Linked DNA regions of Rattus norvegicus: regions 1 and 2 are each linked to region 3. Evidence: chromatin contacts called from public Hi-C and HiChIP or PLAC-seq data. All regions are on one chromosome and are shown on one strand. The core of a region is the stretch at or near the end of the contact, and the rest is flanking DNA. Distances in the headings are between cores, read along the strand shown. Region 1 overlaps Mir9-2hg (Mir9-2 host gene). Region 2 overlaps LOC108349917 (a long non-coding RNA gene). Region 3 has its middle 440 kb from the start of Tmem161b.

Region 1 (2,700 bases), core at 31-2,530, 960 kb before region 3:
TAGGATCTGCAGCGTTTTTCTCTTGCAAATGTGCGGGCGGTGCTTGAATACAACACTGTCTGGAGGGGTCAGGGCAATTCAGTAGAATTGATCAGAAGTTAGACCCCAGGCCCTGTCATGGCCACGGCCGTGGGGTGGGGGTGGGGGCTAAAGCTGCGGCTGTCTTGGGCCCACAAGGATGGAGTCAGATCGCTTTCCCTCTCTCTTGGCGCCCACACCTGCCCACCACCCTTCCTCTCCCTTGGCACCAGTAACTAGGGCGCTGGTAGGAACAAGCCACTGTAGTCAGCATAATTGAACCGGTGTAGTACTTTCATTTTGCAAAACAACAGCTCCACCCCTCCAGTCCAAAATAATAGTAAGCATCAAAGAATCATTTTAAAAAAACTCAACCTATTTTCGGGAGTATCTAAGACTTCCTAATATTGGATCGCGGGGTGTGGGGGAAGGGTTTAAAAATCCACTACTTTACAGCAATCAGGTTGTACATTATTCATTGATTTACTGAAGGAAAGAGCCAATCAGGAGCCATAGATATGAATGCACATCTCACTGTGCTATGGCCTTACAGTAAACTATTTGCATCTTTCTAATGGATTAGCCATTTATCGTGGGATTCTCATTGTTTGAAAGGCCAAGAAATCCAGTCCCTTAAACATTTAGAAAACAAGACGTGGTTCCAGACTTAAAATCCTTGCATGGTGGGGCTCTCCCTTCTCTTTTGTATGGGAGGTTACAAGGTTCAAATCCCTAATGTTTCTTAAGTCTCTCTTCTTTCCAAGCTAAAAATAAAAGGAGAAAGAAAAATTAATTTCCCAAACCCCTCTAGATCCTGCATATTTTGCATCCCCATTATCATGCATGTCTCCATTTAAATGCAAATTAGCATATTTAACCCTGTAGGTGCTAAGGCCCAAGATACACAGTGCTGGTGTTTTATATAATCTATTGGCATTTAAAAAAAAAGTAATTGTGATCTTTTAAATTAAGTCATATCCCTATATAATGATATATACATATTTCTAAAAACTATGATTATTTGTTTTATTGCCTATTTTTCAGATGAGACTTCAAAGAAGCATATCCTGAACAAGCTATTCAATCAACCAAAGGTAATTTAAAATTTTTTTATTTGATAAAATTTGACTGATGTATGAAATGAAAATAGAATATTGTTCACTGGAAGACAGGTCTGCAATCTCTCACACATCTCCTCCTGCAGCAGATAGAATTCCAGAAACATCTAAGTTTCAGTGGGTGCAGTTATTTCTCCTGGAGGAACCTTTGTATGCATGTGATATACACATATATGTATGTGCATAAAGCAGAACACAAATAAAGCCTGAGATAGCCTTAAGAAAGAAGCTCGTACTTAGAAGAAATCGTTAAGATACTTTTATTATAATGAAAGCCAGTTGAGTTCATCATTGGACCATGGATACTGGTGTAAATAAAATGGCTTAAAAAAAGACAATAGCATTGACAGAGAACTACAGTTTGCACACTTGTAATTCTTACAAAGCAAATATTTTAAATGCATTGATGCTAGGCCAGTCCTTTATGCATTCTGCATGTATGTCTATAGGATTCAGAGATGTTCTAAGGCTTGTTCATAAACCAAGCGTATATGAATTAATTAAATAGCATCCTTCTGACCCACATATGAGGAAAACCATAATTTTTTTTTTTACTTTAAACCAGGAGAGGTTGTTTTGTTCCCAAGTAAACCAGAATGTTTCAAGTCATGTTTCAGCCATTTGGAGACCCATAAAAGACCTGAAAGCAAGCACCACAGCCACACTCTAATCTACTAGTTACTAGTGGGAATTTATTGGAGAATAAGCAGGCAGGCTGCTTGAATTCAGTATATCCTTCACTACAATGATTTTCAAGTGAATATTCTGTAGTTCAGCTAGATAATCTTTTAAAAGCAAAAAAATCTAAGTTTAAAGTATAGTTGCTAAGAGCTGCTCTTCACACATGACATTGCTAGGACTCCTTGGAGATATGTAATTGTAATGTACTGTGGGGTGTATTTATTTATAATACATATGATAAACCACATCATAGACCTTGGCAATATTATAAATAAGAAGGCACTTGATATTAAATCTTAGTATATTTAATTTTCTTCTGTGTGCCTGAGAGGTTGATAAAGAAGTAAAATATTTAATTGACTACACGGTTAATGAACAGACTTCCCATAATCCTGATCTTGGCTCATTTCACTCATTGGAGGTCCCATGCTGAACACCAAGCATGGAGACCAGTCTTGTAGTAAGTTGGCATGACTAGTGTTGCCCTAAGAATGTGGTGTTTATTACAGCATCTTCTACAGACTCTACTGGGAGAAGCGATCAGATATGCAGTGTGCTAACACATTGTAGATACTGTTTCTAAAAACACATTGTATTGTTAAATATGGGAATAGAGACATGATAATTTTCAAACTCAGGAAATATGAGGATAATACCATACACACACACACACACACACACACACACACACAGACACACACAGACACACACACACAAACAGACACACACACACACACACACATATATATGTATGTATAACTTGCCCTCTCACACCTAGATACACATGAAGCAAAGAGATATTTTAAAACTGTTTCTGATTTCTTGGGCTTTGACTTACATAGTTGACTATCTGATCACATGCTTGCTTTATGTAATACAAGCC
Region 2 (2,700 bases), core at 188-2,687, 600 kb before region 3:
GGAATGCAATAGGAACACATAGCCCTTGAGTGTTAGCCAAATGACAGCAGGTTTAATAGCACGAATGGCTAGGCTTGGGATCCATATGTACGTTCAACTCACACATTGAGGCAACGCAATAAAGCAGGGAGAAAGCAGCTGATACACAAAAGGGACCGTCTAGACAGTGCCCCATCAGTCTGGCTAAATTTGGTGCTGGCATTCCCAATGGGATTGTAATATAATTGTTCTGGTGTCTGCGTTCATTCCCCTTGTCAAACACCATTCCAAAAACACATCCTTCTCCCCCCCCCCAATCCTTCGTCTTCCACAAATATGAAACCCAAACTATGCAATGCTGGAGAGGACATTAGATGTCCCAGGCCCAGGAAAACATTACAATTCAGCAGAATTACACTGTTTAATTTCTTTTTTTAAAACTATCCCTCTTTCAGATAACTCATATGCAATTAATTTCACTGAATTTTAATAATTTAAAATTACAGAAAAATTTAAATGCAAATACAAACAACCTTAAAATATTGAGCATCATAGATGAAAGCAAACAGGCCTTCTATTCCTTTGTACTCATTAACCTCTGTTACAAAATTTAACAGAAGTCAGAGCTGTGGAAGTATAGAGAAGGACATGGATCATAAATTCTAATGAGGAAAAGGCTAATGAAAGCTGGGTTAAGCAAAAGCACTGAAAAATATCAATTGTGTGGTTTTTTTTTTCCTTTCTTGAGTTTAAAGCCACTGTATGTTCTTTCTCTCTAAACAGCTCATGAAAGTTACATTTCTGTGAACTTGTGAATGAATGATTTTATGTCTTTGGAATTTTAGAAGAGAAATCAGCAATTCCTATCTACTTGTTTGTAATAGCTAACAATTTATATTTTAAAATATTCTAGTTTAAGACATCAAGAAGAAAATGAAAATCATTACTTAAAGAATAAAATAAAATGCACAGCATTAAGATGAACAATGCATAGATTATTGATTAAAATGTTTATAATGTAAAAACTTCTATAGCACTGAAATTAAAACTGTCAGACCCCCCAACCCCCAGGAAAATACAGAGTTGGAGATTGTTCATAATCTAACTGTGTCCAATTATGTTGTTATCTATGGACACTGTTAAGATGTTTACATCAGTTAAGAAGCTCATTTTTATAGTCATTTTTTAATACCCAGAAAAAGGAGCTTGGGAAAGAAGCTTGGCTGTCAAGTGGGTCTGCGCACCTGAGAGTGGGTCTGATGTGTTTTTCTGTTTGGGCACTTGACTAATCTTTCCCTGGTGCAATAAAGAGAATTGTCTCCCTGCTTTCTAGCACTTTGGTGATAGCAGATTAGGATCCCAAGTGAGTGAAGCAAGTCTAACTGCATCAGGAACCACACTAATCTAGAAAGATACCAAAGAAAATACTTTGGGATCTAGATGCTGGCTGAACTTCAGGAGGCCAAGAGGCAAAACACACCTACCATAGCCTGACACAGGCAAGAAGACCTCAAGGCACAAGGCGTCAGCACACACAAAGACAACCCCAAAGAAAACTACAGTTACAGCATCAGGGTACCCAAATACAGTTTAGAAATGGCCTAAAATTCTCATGTGGGAACGGAAGGTTAACTATATGATTAAGAGATATATTGTTCTGTTTTTAATCAAAAAAGAAAGAAAGAAAGAAAGAAAGAAAGAAAGAAAGAAAGACTTCATATTTTTTTCCCTCTCATATATAAAATTCTCATTCTGAATTTACACACGGGCACTAGAAGTATGGTAATTAACAGAGTCAACAATACAATATTTTAACAGAACCTCCACCTGCAGCTGGTTCTTTGCTTGTAATTGTTTTATTATTCACTTTATTTCTTGAGCATGCACTGGTGGGAAGCAAAGAAAGGCATACTGTAGGCCTCTCTCAGATGAAACGCTGTAGCGAAATCTGAGTTTTATACTTGGTTTTCAAACTATTGAATAATATCCTATGAGACCTCTTAGGTCTTAACTGGATTAAAATGAATATATTTGTGCTCCTGCTCTTCAGCTAACTAATGTGCATGTGAATTGACGCTGCAAGGGAGCTACACTGAGAGTAGATGCAGGGGACAGGCCGAGTATAGCTGTGCAAAGGAGTGGGCAGGCTGCCTCTGCCTCAGACAAAATGAAAATGAGCAGGCCTTGGGGTCTGGTGCATTTTGTCAGGGCCAGGAGAGCAGCTGAGCTGAGGGATGAAGGGGGAGGGGCAAGGGAGGTGGAGAACAGGGTGTGTGTGTGTGTGTGTGTGTGTGTGTGTGTGTGTGTGTGTGTGTGTTCGCTCTAAGGTTTTAGTTATGACTGAGCATGAGGTTTTTGTTTAGTTGTCTCCCAGCATAAACAGCCCTGAGTTTCAGGTTCAGGGTGGAGTGCACCCACAGGGAATGTCAACCCAGTTCTCTTTCTGGCCTTTCCATGTGGTTGCTACTCAGAATGCCGCCGTGGCTGGGAAGAAGGAGTGGGATGGGGGGGGGGGGGGTGAAGTAAGAGCCGGGGGTCTGTCTGCAGCTGCCCCTCTCACACTCGAATAAAAGAACTTTTTTTTTCAGGGGTAGGGAAGCTGTGAATACCTTTCCCAATAAGAGATGAGGCATATTGAAAACTATATTAAATTACCCTGATTAACAATTTAGCCACGAACAGGGGAGCTTTGGGAGATCTCTATAGGCAGGACTGGGGGCT
Region 3 (2,700 bases), core at 1-2,500:
TATACTTTAGAATCTACTCATTTAAAAGATTCAGGATGCCAATGATTTAGGGAATTAAATGTTGTACTGTTTTAAATTTACTGAATGACCTTATACAAAACAGTACATCTTTCTTTCTCAATTAATATGTGAGACAAAGTTTGAACATTATTCCATATGAGTAACATAACATTTAATTCATAGTACTTAAAAATTTACATAGACTATGTGAATAAAAATGTTTCCCATGCCATATTGAACAGGTCAATATTTTCTGTACTAATTTAATACCAGTAAAATGGTCTTGTATATATAAAATTTAATGGGCAATTCACTTCTTGGTTAGATCATTTATTAAAAAGTCACATTTTCCTGCATTTCTGGTTGATTATTTTTCTCACTAAATTTACTGTCTCATCAAGGCAGTGTTTGTTCATTTGGAGAATCATTTAACATGGATTGTACTGTGGGGACCTGAGATGGAACTTTTCCTATTTAAGAAAATAGCCACTCTGTATTTAGATTCCTGTAGGGGACACTTCAGGAGAGTGATGTTGCTATCTCATGCCTACAAATTCCTCATCTGGGTCTGGAGTCATTGCTATATCTGTTCATTCAAGATAGCTGTGCTTAGCAATTCAACAATTCAACATGATGTAAGTTGGCTCATCAACAAAGCCAGTACCCTCTGGGGATTGGAACAACACTTCCTGTGTTTGACTCTGCTTGCTCGGAAGTTGTTTTAAGTCCAGCACTGCTGGTGAAGTTTCCCCTGGTGCACTGAATGTTCATGCCATGTCAAAAGGCCTTGACCTTTTCACTCATAGAACAAAGGGACTGGAAACAAATTATGCTCAGAGAACGGGTCAAAGAATAACAACTCCAACATGAAAGAAAACAAAGAGTCTGACCTCCTACACAAGCCATGAATACAATTTCTGAGCCTGAGAGTATATCTTAAGACAACAGTCTCCTTCACCAAAATGTATTAAGTATACTATGTACCATGTATCAGTGTAAGTATACTATGTACCATGTATCAGTGTAAGTATACTATGTACCATGTATCAGTGTAAGTATACTATGTACCATGTATCAGTGTAAGTATACTATGTACCATGTATCAGTGTAAGTATACTATGTACCATGTATCAGTGTGCTCTGAATCCTCCCACTCCGGCTCTGCCTTGGCTGTTTTTGTAGAACACAGTGGACTAACTCCTGCTCTCCCTACTCCTCTGTCCAGCTGGAACTATTCTAGTCCAGGAGCTGTCCACCAGAGATGAGTCTTCAGAAACAGTGACTCATCAGCAAATTCTGCTCCCCCCTGCTAAGAGTATATTTAGTGTAAAAGCCTGGAGGATGCAGCACAGCCAAACACATGAAGGGACAGAATTTGAGTGGGAGGGAGAGGACAACACTAAAATAGAATTGCAAGAAGCCACAGAATTGCAGCCTAGCCTAGCTTTCCCAGCAATGTGGCTGCAGCAACACCTACAGTTCCCCTCCAAGAATGGCATGCCACATTAATGCCATGAAAATAAGCTCCTGGTGAACCTCTTTGAACAGAGAAACATACTCTAAAATATTCCTATGATACAAAAGAAAAATAAAATGATTTTGTGCTTCATTGTAGTTCCCAACAGAAAAATACTTTTTCTTTGTTTAAGTGCAATTAGGCAATTCTGGCCTAGGGGATAGCTGTGTAGAAAACTGTGTTAAGTGAACCAATTGTAGATCAGATGCTTATGATGGACTTTCAATCAGAAAACCAATATAACTTTGATACAATACCAGGACCCACTCTCCTCGTCATTCCCTCAGCTTCATTCCTGAACAGAAAATTTTACCTTAATTAATTAAACCATTATTTAAATGTTCTCTTCAAACACATGAATGGAAATTTTGCTACTGTCTTAGGTTATCAGACTTCTGAGTTCAAGTCAGCATTGGGCAGCAGTGGTCACAAAGCTATCCACCAAGGGTCCATGGCACATGGGACCCACATATATCTTTGTTTTTCTCAGTTATTACGAAGTGAAGACTTTTAAAAATAAAGAATATTTCTTGTATAGTTTTGATAATTAGAGAATATTCACTGTAGAGCATGAGTTTACTTGTGGCTATGTATCTCTCATGTGCTCCATTCATCACCTACCTTCCTCCTACATCTCTCACACACTCATCTCCTCCCTTTTTCTCAAATTGTCCCTGACCACTTTGTTTAATGTTTCCATCAGTGTATATTCACTGTACAAACCCATGGGTTTCTTATCTTGATCTTTACTTAGTTTTTCAAAATCAGCCAAACCTCACTTATGTTGCTCACACTAACTTCAAACACAGGATTTTCCAGCTTCTGCCTCTTAAAGTCAGGGATTACATGTTTGTAGCTACACGACAACCACATGTGGCTTGACTTTCTGTCCTTTTTCTAAAGCAAAACAGTTTTTCTCCTATTACCACCTACTTTTCTTAAATGACCATGACACTGAATTTTAATATTATAACTAAAAAACATGCTACAAATTTCTTCAGAAAAATTCATCATTTTCAGCACTTTAATAATTCAAAGGTATTAGACTCAAAGTTTTATATGCCCTTAAAAAACTACTGATGTTATTGTTTTTGTGTGCATGGAATCTTGATTTCTTTTATGTTTTAGAAAATGAATAGCATAAGGGAAATCAGTCCTAATATAAAACTCAAAAGGATTTTAAA

Evidence for each region. Hi-C and Micro-C count contacts between places; a contact is called where the count stands out from the background. HiChIP or PLAC-seq counts read pairs in DNA pulled down with a chosen protein or histone mark.
Region 1: a Hi-C map of frontal cortex shows a contact between it and region 3, with 5 times the contacts expected there. The contact joins two enhancer-like sites. A contact is called at or near these places in 1 of 12 Hi-C or Micro-C datasets (frontal cortex) and 1 of 1 datasets of contacts at active chromatin or transcription factors (oligodendrocytes).
Region 2: an H3K27ac HiChIP or PLAC-seq map of oligodendrocytes shows a contact between it and region 3, with 6 times the contacts expected there. The contact joins two enhancer-like sites. A contact is called at or near these places in 1 of 12 Hi-C or Micro-C datasets (frontal cortex) and 1 of 1 datasets of contacts at active chromatin or transcription factors (oligodendrocytes).

Annotation. Positions count from the first base shown.
Region 1 is chr2:15,928,066-15,930,765 of GRCr8, forward strand. It overlaps Mir9-2hg (Mir9-2 host gene), which reads left to right. Exons shown (of 4, transcript XM_039103406.2): 3 at 1,063-1,112. Among named protein-coding and RNA genes, the nearest start is that of Mir9-2, 3.9 kb to the right of the region's middle. Within about 2 kb of position 1,281, at least 12 of the 93 cell types and tissues checked have an H3K27ac peak or open chromatin away from gene starts, as enhancers often do.
Region 2 is chr2:16,280,309-16,283,008 of GRCr8, forward strand. All of the region lies in intron 1 of LOC108349917 (a long non-coding RNA gene), which reads right to left. Among named protein-coding and RNA genes, the nearest start is that of Tmem161b, 170 kb to the right of the region's middle. Within about 2 kb of position 1,438, at least 28 of the 93 cell types and tissues checked have an H3K27ac peak or open chromatin away from gene starts, as enhancers often do.
Region 3 is chr2:16,884,436-16,887,135 of GRCr8, forward strand. No RefSeq gene overlaps it. Among named protein-coding and RNA genes, the nearest start is that of Tmem161b, 440 kb to the left of the region's middle. Within about 2 kb of position 1,251, at least 23 of the 93 cell types and tissues checked have an H3K27ac peak or open chromatin away from gene starts, as enhancers often do.